Regions from separate parts of the Rattus norvegicus genome. Here region 2 is linked to region 1. The links are chromatin contacts, called in public Hi-C maps. All regions are on one chromosome and are shown on one strand. Each heading gives the region's core, a stretch centred on a gene start, on an enhancer-like site or on the middle of the called end of the contact. The rest is flanking DNA. Distances are from core to core; before and after follow the strand shown. Region 1 has its middle 6.8 kb from the start of Ift81. Region 2 overlaps Atp2a2 (ATPase sarcoplasmic/endoplasmic reticulum Ca2+ transporting 2).

Region 1 (5,752 bases), core at 2,607-5,106:
CGTTCTCCCAGAGGCTCAAACCATCGCCAGGGCTGAGAGCTTCGTATTTACCAGCATCTTTGAGAAATACTTCACAAACGTGTCAGAACTGACTCCAATATTAAATGCGTGTGGCGGGCGCGGCCCTATTTCTCCTCCTCTGGAAGCAATTCCCATTACTGTGACTGGACTGGGCTTCCCACAGCAAATCTGTGAAATCTTTGGGGGAGAAGAGGAGACCCCCCCCCCGGGGGTCAACAGAGACAAGAGGTATCCCAGGTTAGAGACAGAGCCCTAGAAAAGATGGAAACAGTCCACAGAGGCCACACCACAAGTCCTGTGGCTTCTGGTGTGAATGACCTGGTCCTTGTCCTGGGCTTCACATGGAGCTATTGTATGTGGACAGAGCTGCAGGCTGGAATGATTGATGGATGGTCATACTCAAAGCTCCACTCCTGCAGAAAATCCCTGGGAGCTGGCACCCCTTACCATGTGTGCCCATGGTGGGAGCGGGGGCGGGGGGCGTGGGGACGGGGTGGTGACCCTATTGTGAGATTCCATTCAACCTAGCAGAAGAGGAACTCAAGGTCAGACTTCAGCAGATTACGAAATAATAAAGTCATCCATGAAGATCAATTATGACTTCTGTCAGTTGGCAATCCCATTAAGGTAGAGACAGCCCACCCCCAGGATAACAGGACAGTATAAGAAAGGACTGTGTATAAAGGTTTGGGCAGGATTTCACTGCCCCAACAGGGGACTGGCAATAAAGGTGTCGTAGATTCCCTGAGCCAGAAGCAGGAAGTTCAAGGAAGAGTCAGATCCATCCAAAGCTAAAGGGAGCTGCCGATCCAAGGGAGTCTATATGTAGTCAGTCCTGACCCCATGTTTCCCCCTCTCTCATCTCCTGCCTGCCTGCCCATCCGGCTGAGCCCAGTAGCCAAAGTGGGAGAGGTTCCCACCGCCACGGAGCTCCATGTAGATTGTAGAGGGGAACCTGGACAGGCAGACCGATTTTCTGTGGGTTGAATTCCGAAATCCAATGAGGAACTGAAAGGCTTTTCAAGGTCAGTCAGTCACTCTCCTGGGTTTACCATGAAGGAAATGGATGGAGGCCTGTTGAGCCAGTTAACAGAGGACCTGAGCCAGCCAGTTAGCAGAGGGCCCAGAGTCACATAGCTGATGACTTGCGCCGGAGCAAAAATTCAGACACCGGTCTACCTGGTTCCAAAGTTTAATTCGCCAGGCCACTAAACTACCTCACACTGGCATAGAAGAGTCTGGAGGAAGAGCCACCATCAGGCCACCAAGGTAGGTGACTGAAGGGCTCCTCGAGGGTTAGCACCAACATATTGTGTGGCTTTCTTTGTCTCCAGGGGCTCTCGAAGCAGCCCGCTCTCCCTACATTCTAACTTACGTTGCTACTATTTTAAGTGGATATGTGCATGAAAATAAGCCACCCAATCACACGGAGGTCAGAGACTAACTCTGAGAAGTCAGTTCCTCCTTTCTGACTCATTAAGTAGTAACTCTCTTGTTTCTTCATTCTCCAGGATACCTGACCTGTGGGCTTTGGGACAACTTTCCTGTCTCTACCTTCCATCCCAAGATGGGAGTCCTGGGGTTACAGAAGGGGGCCTCCATATCCAACCTTTTGTGGGTTCAGGGGATTGGATCCAGGACATCGGGCTTGTGTGGCGAGCACGTTTACCTGCCTCCCCTCCCCTCCTTTTCTGAGCTAGAACCTCAGAACCCAGGCTGACCTTGAACTCATAATTTTCTTGTCTCAGGCATGGGATTACAGGTGTGCATTGCTACGCCCAGCCCAGGCAGCCTTGTCTCCTACCCACGTGGGGCTAATGGTTGAGAAAAAAAGAAACCCAAGCCCATACTTCAGAGCAGAGGAAGATGGATCAAAACCGTTGGCTGGTGATGGGAAAGCAAAAGTGTATTTTCGTTCTGGATGCTTCGCCGGTGCTATTTTTTTCTCTCATCTTCTTCTTTTCCCGAGCTTAATGTTTGGTGTATTTATAGAATTCAGGGGGAGTATTTAAGGGTAGCTGGCGATAGAGCTGCATTTGGGGCCATCAGAAAACTCAGAACCATGCGGGAAAAGGTTGTTGGGAAGGTGGGAGGGGGTGAGAAGAGGCCAGGAACAGAAGGACACAGATGGGCTTCATCCTTCACGTGACCGAGACCTTCTCAGTCTCCTGAACCGATGACATCAAGGCAAAGTCTTTGATAGGGCCACAGATGGAATGACAGAACCCAAATGATGGGTAAGCCAATGAATGAACAAGGAAACCATGGTTGGTGTGTGAGTACAGTAAAACGAGAGTCTTCCTTTAAAAAATGAAACAGAGAACTTAGGGGCTGGAGGGATGGCTCAGTGAGGTGCTTGCTGTGCAGGTATAAGGACTTGATTTAAATCTTCATAATCCGTGAGGAGATGCCAAGCATGGGAGGGAGAATCAGGAGGATGCTTGGAGATCATTGGTTAGTCGGTCTAGGCCAAAATGATGGGCACCGTGTTCAGTGAGAGACCATATTGGAAAAAACAAAAAGGTAGGGCTGGGCAATGGTGGCATCTGCCTTTAATGCAGCACTTGGGAGGCAGAGTCAGGAGGATCACTGTGAGTTCGAGGCCAGCCTTGTCTTGCAGAGTGAGTTCCAGGACAGCCAGGGCTACACAGAGTAAGCCTGAAAACAGAAAGAAAGAGACAGTGGACACTGATCTCTGGCTTCCATCAGTCTGGGCACACAGATGCACCTGCACACACCTGTGTATACGAACACACACCCACGGAGTACTGGTACAGGCTGCACCATGGATGAACCGGGAGGACGCTGTGCTGAGGGGAAGAACCCATCCCAAAGGACACATATTGAGCAAGCGAGCATTCTAACCACTGAGCCTCCTTCCAGCCCTCTCTGCCTTGTTCACTCTTACATTGTTCAGGACCTAAAATGACCTGGCACTTAACTGGTATCTGGCAGATGCCCAGGGACACAAAAATGGGCTACGGTCAAATCAGTTAATATTTCTTGGGTGCCACTAAACAAAAACGTTGTTTCATGGCGTTGCCTTGTACACATTTGCCTGCCTACTGTGTGCCAGGCATGACTAACACAAGTGCCACTGCCACAAAAAATACAGAACAAGACAGACCAGAAGTCCTGCTGGGTAGAGCGTGCTTTCCTTAGCACAACATAATAGCATCAAACAGATGTACCGTTGCTATTTTGATCGAGAAGAAAACAAGAGCGAGGTCTCCAAGGGTCGCAAGGCCACTCAGTTCACTCAGAGACCTAGCTTCACCCCACATCCCAGCAGGTGTTGAGTTTTGCCCAGAGTGAGGCCTTGGTGGTTACAGATCTCAGGCCCTAACCTTGCTTCTCAGAAAGACCAAACTTGCCTTCTGGGAACAGGCCCCAGAGCAATGGGAACCAGTGAATCCCATGACCTCGGTGTCCCTGCCCGTTCCCTCCCCTCCACCCCAACTCCAGGATGATGGTGGCTCACACCTGGGGTGTTGTAGATTTGAGCCACAGATCTCAGTCACCCTGCTACTTTATCGGCATGTGACATCCCCGAGTGGCTGAGGCCTGCGGGCCAGGCAAAGAATTCAGCTTGAGTAAAAATAAACCTGCCGCATTCCTTGGCAGCCCCCTGCCCCTTCCCGCTCTCAGCCCTCCATCCAGGCAGCAGAGGCTGCCAGGGAGTGGGGGAAGGGGGAGGCTGGGCTAGCAGTGTTGCTGGCCAACCCTGAGAAAGAGAAAGAGAGAGAGAGAGAGAGGGAGAGGACAAGAGGGAGGGAGAGAGCTAGATGGCCTTATATGGGAACATAGGCAGACAATATGTGGCAATGGCTTAGAGGGCGGCAGAGGTCAGATACCAGACAGCTGGAAGAAATTAAACATGGGACAGAGCAGGTTCTGGGCCCAGAAAACAGCTCTCGTTTCACAGCGAGGCTGCACAAAGCTGGCCTGGCTTTCCTTTTTTTTTTTTTTTTTGCCTAAACGGAGCAAGACCTTCATCCAAAACTCTCCACAACTTGGTTTCTGGCCCCCACCCCCCATGGCTGGCTGACAGAGGTCTCGGCGTTTTGAAGTCGTTTCTTTGGTGAACCATATACCTTGTCGCAGAACACAAGGAGAAAAGAGACCAGGCTTGTCTCTTATGAGTTTCCAGTAATTCTCCCAAAGCACATACATTAGTGGGTAATAAAATTAAAAAACAAACAACAACAACAAAAACCCAGCCACTCAACAAATACTGAGACTCTCTTATTTCTAGGTGTTGGTTGATCCAGGGGCTGGAAAGACTTGACAGATATTTCAACAATTAAAAATATTTGCTTGGGGCTGGAGAGACGGCTCAGTGGTTAAGAGCACTGACTGCTCTTCCAGAGGTCCTGAGTTCAAATCCCAGCAACCACATGGTGGCTCACAACCATCTGTAATGAGATCTGATGCCCTCTTCTGGTGTATCTGAAAACAGCAACAGTGTACTCATATATAATAAATAAATAAATCTTTTAAAAAAAATATTTGCTTAACTCTGCCTGTGTTCATTACTGATGCAGAACATTGGTTGAGCATCGTCGGCCGCTACCATGGTGGACTCGGGAAGTTGAAAGGAGGCAGAATGACAATCCGTCGGTTCTGAAGACAGCTCTTCCAGTACCCCCCAGGAATATCTCCGTTTAACACAGGGCGTTTCAACCTGGCCATGGTAGACATTGAGGCTGGCTTGCCTGTTGCGGAGGGCTCTTTCGTTACTGTTGGATGTTCAGCGGTTATCTCGGACCTCTCCTCCACGCTTCTTTTTGGACCCATCATGACGAAGAGTTATCTCCATCTGACGGCAAATGTCTTGGGGACAGGAGATGCCAAGCCCTGTCCCCGGCTGAGAATCACTGATTGAGGAGCTGGGGAAGAGGAGGTGCAGAGTGAGCGAAGAGGCTCCTAAGGGTCACGTGATCGCGAGTAGCCTTCATACCCTGATCCTAAACCTGTGATCCTAATCACTACAGAGTAGAACTCTGTCTCTTGAGGAACGGACGGTCATGAGTTTGGATGACTGAAACCCTCCCTGAGCTCAACTCCTCGAAGAGAGGGGCTCTGGCCATTTGGATCCTCTAAGAAGCAAGGAAGGAACGAACCCGGAAGGGAGCTGTGAAGGGTCAGAAGTTCATATTCTTTCTTTTCTTGTCGCCATGACCAAAGTACGTGACAAGAAGTAACTTAAGGGAGGAAGAGTTTATTTTGGTGAGGCAACTGGTGACACTGCACCTGCAAACAGGAAGAGATTGGATAGGAAGAAGGATCTTCCTATCAAATCTCAAGGCCCCGCCTCCAGTGACGCACTTCCTCAAGCCACGCCCCACCGCCTAGATTTTCTACAGCCTTCTAAAATGGCAGTTCCAGCTTAGGGACTAAGAGTGTTCAAACACCTGAAACCAAGAAGGAAGGGATAGTAGGCGGGGCAAGGAGAGGGTGGGTGGAGCCTCTGCCTGCCATCAGTTTACCAAAGGCATTTGGCCTCCTGCTAGGGGTACACAGGTACCAGGAATCACAGTTCTGGCAGCAGAAGGGCTGCACAGGTTGGTCCCCAGGAGAGTGAAAGGGTGGCTTTAGCAAGAACTTGGAGGTGACAGCGCTCTCAGAATCAGAATCCCAGGAGGAGACAGGAGTTAGCAGTCACAAAGCATGGCCCAGTGGTTACATTCACTGTAAGGGAAGGAGATCAAAAAGGAACCAATAGGAAGTT
Region 2 (5,375 bases), core at 2,815-5,314, 140 kb before region 1:
CTCCATGGGCCATAGCTGTCCTAGGTGTCACTGGGTAGACCGAGCAGACTTTGAAGCACAAAGATCTTCCAGACTCTCCATGGGCCACGCTGAAATTAAGCATGCACCATCATACTCGGAAGGAAGGAGTACTGTTCTTACTCCAATTGTGTTGGATCACCGAGACAGTGACTGGATCTAAACAGAACTTCGGTTAACAGTTTAAAAGACAAAATGAAAATGTACACCAGCAGGGCTGGAGAGATGGCTCAGCGGTTAAGAGCACTGACTGCTCTTCCAGAGGTCCTGAGTTCAATTCCCAGCAACCACATGGTGGCTCACAACCATCTGTAATGGGATCTGATGTGTCTGAAGACAGCTGTAGTGTACTCATATAAATAAAAATAAATCTTGAAAAAAAGTATATCAGACTCATGAACAGGCAACACCTGATGCCAGGCCTTGACTCTCAACTCTTGGGAGGCAGGTGATCTCCACGAGGTCAAACGGCAGTCTAGTCTGATTCACATAGACAGTGAGTCTCAGGCCGACAGGGCTGACTGAATCTATTTGACCATTTCCCTCTGCTGACTCACATGCTAAGATCAAGTGTTAAAATTAGGGGTTGGGGATTTAGCTCAGCGGTAGAGCACTTGCCTAGCAAGCGCAAGGCCCTGGGTTCGGTCCCCAGCTCCGAAAAAAAAAAAAGAAAAAAAAAATTTAATACAAGGAGGGTTAGCAAGATGACTCAGCAGGTAAAATCGACCGCCAGCAAGCCTGACAACTGGAAGTCTAATCCCCAGAACCATGCCTATAGGAGACAATGAACTCTTCCTAACTTGTTCTCTAACCGTTCTGGTGTGCACATACACCACACCACACCCACACACAGAAATACATTTAAAAAACAAAGCTAGTGTGGGGAAAATACTCGTAACCACAGGTTCAGATTCTGAAGAGCTTGTTTAGAACTGTCTCCATTCCATTCTCTTGCACACCAGAAATACTGGCTTCCAGAGGGGAAGCCCAACTGCTTAGCACTTAGAAAGTGGCATCTTAAAGTTGTAGGATTGGGGCTGGGGATTTAGCTCAGTGGTAGAGCGCTTACCTAGGAAGCGCAAGGCCCTGGGTTCAGTCCCCAGCTCCGAAAAAAAGAACCAAAAAAAAAAAAAAAAAAAAAAAAAAAAAAAAAGTTGTAGGATTATGCTGTTCACATTACTAGACCGTCTTTGTGGACAGGCATGAAGAAGTATGCCCAGGTTAGTTGTCATAACGTACCATGTGCTAGCATTTTTTTGCATCAACTTGGCCAACCCATGACCTTGTTTCACCAAGGCCAGGAAGTAAATAGAGTTTTACCTCAGGAAGCTCAATGAATGAGAGACTTCTCTAACTTGCTATGACTACTTCACATCTTCTGCTAAGGGTCAATCTGGTTGGCACATCTGGAAACAGATCTACTAAGGAGTTTAAAATAAAAAAAAAAAAAATCTATGAAAGTAGGACCTGTCTCATATATATATATATATTTTTTTTTGGTTCTTTTTTTCGGAGCTGGGAACCGAACCCAGGGCCTTGTGCTTCCTAGGTAAGCGCTCTACCACTGAGCTAAATCCCCAGCCCCTCATATTTTTTTAAAGGGAAAAAAATAGGGGTTGGGGATTTAGCTCAGTGATAAAGTGCTTGTCTAGCAAGCGCAAGGCTCTGGGTTCGGTCCCCAGCTCCAGTGGGGGGGGGGGGGCTTTTATAAAGGAAAAAAATATATCAATTTCCTTTACAGCACAGGCTTCTGTGAGTTTCAGACGGCTGTGCCTGGGAAGCAGGCAAGGCAACACTGCTGATCACATCCAGTAATGTTCCCTAATGGGCTTGTCAGTGCCTGAGGGCACTCGGTAGTGGAAAGTTCTTATTCTTGCCAAGGGAGTGCTCTGCAATTTTTTCCTCCACATTTTTTTTCCTCTTTGGATTGAGGCAGGAAGAATGAGAGTATCTGTTATAAACCTCCTTCCATTTGCTAACACCTGACACTGCTCACATGTAATTCTTGGCTCCTTAAGTTCTTAGCCCTTTCCTTTCCATAACAATACTGATTTTCACTCTGAACAAAAATACAATTTAAAGGTTAGGCAACCAAGAATACAGTTAAGAGTAAGTTTTAAAAAATTATTATTTTGCATAATTTACAAAGGAATGGAAGTTTTCTTTGCCCTACAAGGAGCATTAAGGATGTGTAAACATCTTTTTCTACCTAAACATAAATGATACACACAAGGAAAATAGTTTAAACATACACGTATGTAGGTGAATAAAAAGTATTCTTATTTTAGCTGGGTGTGTGGTGCATGCCTATAGTCCCAAGCACTTGGAAGGTAGAGGAACTGAGTTTGAGGCTAGCCTGGTCTACAGAGTGAGTTACAGGACAGCCAGGGCTCCACCAAGTAACCCTGTCTCAAAAAATTTTTTTTCTTTTCTTTTTTTTGGAGCTGGGGACTGAACCCAGGGCCTTGCGCTTGCTAGGCAAGCGCTCTACCACTGAGCTAAATCCCCAACCCTAAACAAATTTTTTTTAAATTTTAATTACATTTTTATTATTTAGTTGTATGCCGTACCAGTCTTTAAGTAGAAGTCAAATGACAACGTACAGAAATCAGTTCTCTCTTTCTACCACGCCCCAGAAATCCAACTAGGTTGTCAGGCTTAGCACAGGAACTTTTATCAAAAGAGCTAACTTACTAGCAAGCAAACTTTTATTAATCAATTTTATGTACACTAAAATATATACATATATAACTTTAAGAAGCCCTTTCAAAAAGTAAGATCAGAAGCTGTCTTATGAATGAAATGGCTCTTGAAACAAGTTGTAATAAATTTTTTCTGTTGTTTTTTGAGACAGGGTTTCACTGTGTAGCCTTGGCTACCCTAAAATCTGCTCTGTAAATCAGGCTGGCCTCAAACTCATGAGATCTGCCTGCTTCTGTCTCCTGAATGCTAATTTATATTTCTTAAATTTTTCTGGTTATATAGAAAAAAATGGCATTCTTTACTTTTGAAAGCCCCATTTCCTTAAGCTGTCATAGGTCTCAGCATGAACAAGGGAGAAACATTACAAAGCATCACAGCACTATGAATCTGTTCCCATGGTAGCTTTGGGGGGGGTTTCTTTTTTTTTTTTTTTTTTTAAAGATTTATTTATTTATTTATTATATATAAGTACACTGTAGCTGTCTTCAGATACACCAGAAGAGGGCATCGGATCTCTTTACAGATGGTTGTGAGCCACCATGTGGTTGCTGGGAATTGAACTCATGACCTATGGAAGAGCAGTCGGGTGCTCTTAACCGCTGAGCCATCTCTCCAGCCCGGGGGGGGGGGTTTTCTTTTAAAACACAAATATGAAATGTCTTTATAAAAATATTCCAAAAGGGTTGGGGATTTAGCTCAGCGGTAGAGCGCTTGCCTAGCAAGTGCAAGGCCCTGGGTTCGGTCCTCAGCTCCGAAAAAAAGGAAAAAAAAAAAAAAATTCCAATAGCTTCTTACTAGACATGACGTTTTGCTGGCTCACCACACCTGGCACCTAGAGGAAGCTAAATAAAGTGTTTACTGATGGAGAAAACAGACAGGTAAGAGACTTCAGAAGCTCAGCCTAGTGGTACAGGTTGGTATTAACACTAACTCAGGAGGCTGAGGTGGGCACGGACACCTGAGTGAGACGAGGTCTGAAAATGAAGAGAGGACGGGCTGGATATGTAGTTCAGTCAGCAGGCAGAGTTCTAGCGCACATTCAGAAAACCCTGAAATGCTGAGCTATGAGCCGCATCGTTTACTTCTGGAGGGCGCATTAGTTCATGGAAGCAGAAATCACATTCTATTCTCATGTCCCAGCCACTTTCTCCAAATCCCAATCCTCTAAATGTTCTAACACAAGCAAAGCTAAAACACCGTATTTTTCAAGTCTCAGTACCTCAGGAAAGGTAAGCCTTTGCTTCCCACGGTTTTAACCCCCCCATCTTAACCTCAGTGTCAAGAATGGGAAAGTGACACTGTGAGTACTACTGAGTCATGCAGTGGGGGTGTAACTACGGGAAATCAGGAAATGCCAGCCCCATGTAATCAGGTCAAGCTTCAAGATCAACTGGTCTGTCCCGGTCTGAGGGGTTGGGGGCGGGGGAACCTCCCTTAGTGCTTCATCTCTCAGTCTTATGACCTGTCCTCCCAATGTTAAAGGGTTTTGACCTCAAAGACTCTGCTTAATATATCTACACTTACTTTTAAAAAGTATTTTGCGGGTTGGGGGTTTAGCTCAGTGGTAGAGCGCTTGCCTAGCAAGCGCAAGGCCCTGGGTTGGGTCCCCAGCTCCGAAAAATAGAAAAGTTAAAAAAAAAAAAATTAAAAAAAAAAAAAAAGAGTATTTTGCCCCATCAAAAGAGACTTGCATTTATCTCATGTGTGTCTGTTGTCTGCAGAGGCCAAGACATGTTGGATGCCCTGGACCTGGGTGCCAGAGACTCTTGAACCGAGTTACTTTTTTCTGAGCCATCAAATGGGTGTTGGGAAAGGAATGAGTCTTCTGCAGGAGCAGCCAGTGCTCCAACTGGGAGTCATGGCTCTTCTTTTTTCTTAAGCTTTATTTTTATCTATGCGCATGTGTGTGCTGTGTGCAGGATACTGAGGAGGCCAGAGGCGTGGGATCTTCCTGGAGCTGAGTTACAGGCAATTGTGAGGTTCCCAAACTGGGTGCCAGGACTTAACTGAGGGTCTTTTCAAGAGTATGACCTGAGCTGAGCTCAACTCCAGTCCTTGCTTTGCTTAACATACATGCTAACATGAAGAATTTACGACTTTATTTGTACAAACAACCCAGTTATTATTTCCAGTGTTACTGCCTGAGTCTAGATGCCCTGACCTTTATTATCTCTAGGCAGCTCTGTTCTCTACATCCTCACTGTGAAACAACTTCACAGAGGGAAAGCTGAAGGAAAACAAACACGCTTCACACTTTACTAGGTTGTTTTTCTTGCCCTTTTTTTAAAATATAAGTTTGACTTTTAAAAAAATTTGGGGGGCTGGAGAGATGGCTCAGTGGTTAGAGCACTGACTGCTCTTCCACAGGTCCTAAGTTCAAATCCCAGCAGCCACATGATGGCTCACAACCATCTGTGATGGGATCCGATGCCCTCTTCTGGTGTGTCTGAGGAAGACAGCTACCGTGTACTCATATACAATAAATAAATCTTTACCACAATAAATAAGTAAATGAATAAATGAATAAATAAATAAATAAGGGGACAGGACAGATATGTATGTGGAAGTCTGAGGTTCACATCAGATGTCATCCTCAACCATTCCCCATTTTATTTACTGAGTGAATCCCATGTTGAACCTAGAGCTCACCTCAA

The links. Hi-C and Micro-C count contacts between places; a contact is called where the count stands out from the background.
Region 2: a contact with region 1 is called in a Hi-C map of the A7r5 cell line, with 4 times the contacts expected there. The contact joins two enhancer-like sites. A contact is called at or near these places in 3 of 12 Hi-C or Micro-C datasets (the A7r5 cell line, the Rat2 cell line and mammary epithelial cells).

What each region holds. Positions count from the first base shown.
Region 1 is chr12:39,608,920-39,614,671 of GRCr8, reverse strand. No RefSeq gene overlaps it. Among named protein-coding and RNA genes, the nearest start is that of Ift81, 6.8 kb to the left of the region's middle. Within about 2 kb of position 3,856, at least 35 of the 93 cell types and tissues checked have an H3K27ac peak or open chromatin away from gene starts, as enhancers often do. A contact at or near this core is called in the A7r5 cell line, where this site is marked.
Region 2 is chr12:39,751,455-39,756,829 of GRCr8, reverse strand. The region is part of intron 5 of Atp2a2 (ATPase sarcoplasmic/endoplasmic reticulum Ca2+ transporting 2); the gene reads right to left. Among named protein-coding and RNA genes, the nearest start is that of Atp2a2, 21 kb to the right of the region's middle. Within about 2 kb of position 4,064, at least 2 of the 93 cell types and tissues checked have an H3K27ac peak or open chromatin away from gene starts, as enhancers often do. A contact at or near this core is called in the A7r5 cell line, where this site is marked.